Linked DNA regions of Mustela erminea: region 2 is linked to region 1. A link is a contact called in public Hi-C data. All regions are on one chromosome and are shown on one strand. Each heading gives the region's core, a stretch centred on a gene start, on an enhancer-like site or on the middle of the called end of the contact. The rest is flanking DNA. Distances are from core to core; before and after follow the strand shown.

The links. A called contact is a pair of places that touch in the nucleus more often than the background predicts.
Region 2: a Hi-C map of skeletal muscle shows a contact between it and region 1, with 5 times the contacts expected there. The contact joins the promoter of RHOF here to the enhancer-like site in region 1. A contact is called at or near these places in 2 of 3 Hi-C or Micro-C datasets (skeletal muscle and spleen).

Annotation. Positions count from the first base shown.
Region 1 is chr13:85,345,616-85,348,449 of mMusErm1.Pri, reverse strand. No RefSeq gene overlaps it. Among named protein-coding and RNA genes, the nearest start is that of MORN3, 9.8 kb to the right of the region's middle. Within about 2 kb of position 1,484, the one cell type or tissue checked has open chromatin away from gene starts, as enhancers often do.
Region 2 is chr13:85,419,294-85,422,127 of mMusErm1.Pri, reverse strand. It overlaps RHOF (rho-related GTP-binding protein RhoF), which reads left to right and starts at 1,378. Exons shown (of 5, transcript XM_032310562.1): 1 at 1,378-1,800; 2 at 2,086-2,173. The coding sequence starts at 1,669.

The DNA.
Region 1 (2,834 bases), core at 235-2,734:
AAAATCTTGGGGATCCCAGGTGGCTCGGTCAGTTGAGCACCTGACTCTTGATTTTGGCTCAGGTCATGATCTCGGGGTCCTGGGGTGGAGCCCGGCCTCGGATGCTCGCTCAGTGGTGAGTCTGCCTTAGGATTCCACGCCCCCCCCCTGCTGCACCACCTCCCTCGCCTGGCTGCAGGGGCTCCATGCCCGCAGTCTCTCTCAAATAAATAAATACACAAATATTTAAAATAAATAAACACAAAAGGGAAAATTCTTTCTCCCTAGCCCGACATAACATCTAGTAACGTCCTCAGAATACCCAAGAATCAGTTTTCCTTTCAGTTGTTTGGATCCTTAATGAGGACTTATAACTTGGCATGGAAGTTTCTCAGCTCACCAGCTGGACACTTTCTTACAGAGCTTTCCAGCTTCTCCCTGTTTAACCAGGTCACTGCGGTCAAAAAGCGACCTTCTGCTTCATCCCCTGTATCAAAGCAAGTTCAAGAAAACACACAGGTTCCTAACCACCGGATTTGGTTCCAAACATTCTCAGCTTGGCACCTAACCTCCTCTCTCCCGGACTACCCTCCCCCTTGCCCCCCATCCTCCGCTATGTTCATAGGACACCATCTCCCATGCTCTTTGAGGTCACCCTCCCGTTTCAGTCAAGGCAGTCTCCAAAGCTACTTTACACTATCATTCCCAGTCCAGGACCTTGCCCAGGCTAGTCCCACTCCCGGGCCCCACGGTGTGAACTTTTCAGGGGCAGGGGCTGAGTTACATTCATCTTTGAATTTCCAGTATCCAGTAAGGTGCGTTCGTATAAAACACAAGATGCTTTCCACAAATGTTTATGGAATAAAGCCGATGAAGTGACACAAGGGACTTCCAAAGCATTTACCATTTTAACGACACAAAATCACTTACCTCGAAGCGGACTTGTTTCTTCTCCGACTCTTACCGCACTTGTCTTCCAGACAGTTTCCTGACTCCCGGAACGAACGTTTCTGTGGACAAGAACACGTTCCTCTCTAATTTTTTTTCATAATACTTGTTTTCAAACTGGGCACATGGGAGGCATTCAAATCTCCCCGAGTCCTGAAGCCTTCTAGAAATATAAGAATTCATGAGGAAAAAAGGAAACTCGGGGAAAATCCTCCCTTTCCCTAAACCCTTCATTTAACACACATGTAAACAGAATAATCTTGTAAAACCTTGTTTAAATCGGCAAGGAATTTCTCTGCGATCACATTCTGGTCTTTACATTTCTACGTTGACTAGTTCTGCAGCAGGACAGCTGGGACAGCGCCCCCAACATGCTTTCCCTTCAGCAACATTGGCATTTGCCGCGTTTTCTCCCTCCGCCCTTTAGGCTTTGGAATACGACCCGCCCACTTCCGGCAGGGGCGTCCACGGCGCAGGCGCAGCTCCAAGACCCACTCAACAACCCCTCCTTCTAGGGCTTGAAGTATGCGCATGTGCAAAAAGGGGCGGGCTACTTAATAGCGCGGGAGATTGTAGGCCCGCAGAACTCACGCGACTGTCTCCGCCTGCCTAAATAGGTGGGCGGAGCCAACTGCCTGCCCCAGGTTCAGGCGGCGCACGCGCATTTGAGTATAGGAACGTGGCGAGGGAACGAGGGCGAGCTTTTGCGCATGCTCATTCAAATGAGGCCTGAAGCTTTTCACGTCAGCGCAGTCTGCGGCTTCCTTTCCTAACCAGACTGTCGTTTAAAGGGCCAGAGCTTTTTTTTTTTTTTTCTTTTTTAAGATTTTTGTTTATTTGTTTGACAGACAGAGATCGCAAGTAGGCAGAGAGGCAGGCAGAGAGGCAGGCAGAGAGAGGGGGGAAGCCGGCTCCCTGCCGAGCAGAGAGCCCGATGCCTGGCTTGATCCCAGGACTCTGGGATCGTGACCTGAGCCGAAGACAGAGGCTTTAACCCACTGAGCCACCCAGGCGTAAAGGGCCAGAGCTTTTCCCCACCCAATTGCTTTTTTAAAAAATTAAGCATTTATGGAGATCCTGGTATGTGCCGGGCCTAATTTACATTATCTACTGCGTGCATATTCCAGTTTTTCCTTTTGGAAGAATTCTGCTAGTATTTATATTTTTCATAAATTTCTTCTCTTGCCCCAAGTGTACTATTCCCTTGGAGGTAATTCTCTGAAATGAGAGTCAGTGCTATGTTCTGGCCAGGTTTTCCTAGGTTAACGGGTCTGAGATTGAATCCTGACTCAGCCACTTTCTTGATCTTTTCCTCTGGGTAGCTTATCTAACTTCTGTGAACCTGAGTTTGCTGACTTTTTAAAATGAGAATAAGGATTCCTACCTATCTCATAGGATTGTTGTGAAAAGTACTTTAGGGCGCCTGGGCGGCTCAGTCAGTTAAGCGACTGCCTTCAGCTAAGATCTTGATCCTGGACTCCCAAGAACCAAGAACGCGTCCTGGATCAGGCTCCCTGCTCAATGGGGAGTCGGCTTCTCCCTCTGGCCCTACCCCTTCTCTTGCACTCTCTCTCCTCAAATAAATAAATAAAATCTTTTTTTAAAAAAGAAGAAAAGTACTTTAAAAAAATGGGGACTCCTGGGTAGTTTAGCCGGTTAAGCATCTGTCTTTTGCTCAGGTCATGATCTCAGGGTCCTTGCCCAGCGAGGAGCCTGCTTCTCCCTCTCCCGCTGCCTCTTGCCCAGCTTGTGTTCTCTCTCTCTGTCAAATACATAAACAAAATTTTAAAAAATAATAAAAATTTAAAAATAAGAAAACTGAAGTACCAAGTACTATGCATCACACCAGCTATATGTTAAGTAAATAAATAGTAGTCATTAAGTGGAATTAATTCAGTCAGAAAATA
Region 2 (2,834 bases), core at 129-2,628, 74 kb before region 1:
TCTCAATAAACTTGTTTTGCAAAAAAGGAATGAATGAGTTGCTGTAAATTTGTATGGGGGGGTGCTTGACCCAGCAGGTGGCCCTCTGACCCAATGAGGAGGTGGTGGGGCGGGCCTAGGACTCACTTGACCTGGAGCTTGGCCTTCCCTCCTTTTCCCAGCTCTGGGCTCTTTTTTTTTTTTTTTTTTTTTGGTAAGCTTCCTCGAGCGGTCGCTGCTGCCCTCTGGTGGTCAGACCCTGCCTTGCTTCCGCGGAAAACCTACCCGGCCTTTTTTAAATTGCCAACCTGGCAGTTTCCTCCGTGAACTAAAGTTTACCTGATCTTTGCTGAGAACTTGAAAATTGAAAATCTTCTTGAGGGGTTGTGGGGAGGGGGTCGTGGCTAGAAGATCCTGAGTCCTTCCTCTCTGAGGAAACTACCAAGAGTAGACAGGGTAGGACCTGTATCTCACTTATCCCTGCCTCAATCAATGCCCACCAGCCACACACTGGCTCCAGAGGTCCCCAGCCTCTCCTGACTGCCGGCCTGGCTTGTGCAACGGACGGTTGGCCCAGGGGTCGCGGGGAGGGAAAGAATGGGGGACAGGAGTGATCTCAGCCAGCCAGCAGCCCCAGTAGTACCTGCACATTGCGCTCGATAAATAGCTGTTTCGATCAGGGAAGTGGGAGGGTTGGTGACAGTCCTTGGCATGAAGATACAAAGCTGCTGTCTGGAGGGCGCTTAATCAAATTTCAGGCTGGGGTGGGTGTTACGAGGGAGCCCAGCTTACCTCAACTAGATCTGCCCTGGCTTTACCCATTCCTTCCTCGACGGTGTTTTCCTCGGTTCATGCCTCTGCCCCTGCTAGAAAGAGACTTCCGCCCGCGTGGTTTGGGGCCAACCCCCAAAGGGTATATTGTTCCGGAGTCGTTCACCTGCTCTCCAAGCTGCCCGCCCCAAGGCGATTGCCCGCCAGAGGGCGCCAGACGTCCACCTTGCGCTCTTGGGGAGGTGGTGGGGGTAGGTGAATGGAACCGCTATTCCCCAACCCCATCACTGGCGCCCGTAGGGCTGGTCTAGGTGAGCAGACACGCCCCCATGCCAGCATCCTCCCTGGCACTAACAACCTACCTCGTGGGGGACCAGGTCAGAAGCCGACTTGCCCCAGGCCACACAGCTGAGGCGGGGCAACGACAAGGGGCTTTTCCCTGAGCCTGAGACCGAGGCTCCCGGACTCCTGGTGCTGGGGCAACGATCCGCCAATCAAAGGGTCTCTGTCCGGTGGGGGGGGACGAATCGGCCAATCAGAGGGTCCCTGCCAGAAGGCGGAGCCTGCCAATCAGAGGTGCCCGGCAAGGAACGGCGGAAACGATCGAATCTTGTCGGTGGGGGGCGCGCCTTGACATGAAGGGAAGGGAGTGGGAGCCGCGCTTCAGGCTGAGTGCCCCCGTTTCTCAGTTGCCTCAGTTTCCCTGGGAATGAAAAGTGAACGCCCCGGTCCGGGACCGAACAGAAAGGAAAACTGAGGCTGGGAGGTGGGCCCGGGTGGCTGCCTGGCGGAGGCGATGCCCGCACATAGTGGGCGGGGTTTGTCTCGCCCCGCCCCCTGGATCCCGCCCCCGCTCCCGATCGTTCAGCCCCAGAAGTCAGCCCGGCGCGCGGTTGCGGGTGCCGGCTGCTCACAGCTATGGATGCCCCCGGGGCCCCGGGCCCGAATGCGGGCCCGGGCAGGAAGGAGCTGAAGATCGTGATCGTGGGTGACGGTGGCTGCGGCAAGACATCATTGCTTATGGTGTACAGCCAGGGCTCCTTCCCTGAGGTGAGGCCCGCCGGGGGGTTGGTGGGGGTGAGACTGCGGGGCAAACGGGCTTGGGACCACGGGGGGCGACGGACGGCCTTCAGCCTGCGCCTTGAGCCTGGACCCCGGCTCCCCGGCGTCCTGTGCGTAGAGAGGCAGCCGCCACCCCGGGGCGCCCCCTCGGGAATTCCAGAGCCCAGCAGGGTGAGGGGAGCTGAGCTGGATGGGGTGAAGGGGGGCGGCGCAGCTGAGCCCTGCCCCCCCCCGTCGCACCCCTTAAGAACCGGCCGACCCCTTCTCCGACAGCACTACGCCCCATCCGTGTTCGAGAAGTACACGGCCAGCGTGACTGTGGGCAGCAAGGAGGTGACCCTGAACCTATACGATACCGCCGGTGAGTGCGCCTGCGCACCGAGGGTCCCGGGTGCCCGAAGGGTTTCCCCCGCCGGGGCGTCCCCCTCCGGGCATCCCCGCCCACCAGCCGCTGTGGGGCCCTGACATCCCAGCACTCCTGAGGGCCGCGAGGGGCTCTGGCAGGGTGGCCCTGGAGGCTCAGAGGGCCTCAGTCACCCCATATTTGAAAGGAGGGGACTTGAATGAGAAGAGCTCCTGGGCCACCCTGCTAGCACTAATGTGCTGAGAACCCACGGCTTCATTCCTCTCCTGTGGTTCTAGAAAACCGTGGGCATCGCTTCTGCTTCCCATGGTTCCAGGCTTTCGTGTGTTGCGTGCTGTGGTCTCTTAAGATTCTGTGGGCTGCGGATTTGAGTCCCCTGGTGCTAGGATCCTGTGGGCTGAATTTCTGGGTCCTGTGGTTCTAGAATACTCTGGGCTACAGATCAGAGCCTGTGACTCCAGGATTTTGTGGTTGACACTCCTGAGGCTCCAGGGTCCTGTGGACATAAATTCTGAATTCCACACTAATTCTGAGTTCCACACTCCTGGGATTCCATCTGGTACAATACACGGTTCTGGAATTCTGTGGTCGTTTTGAGCCTGTAGTTCTAGGATTCTGGCTACAATTCTGTGTCTTCCTCGTTCCCTGGGAATAAACC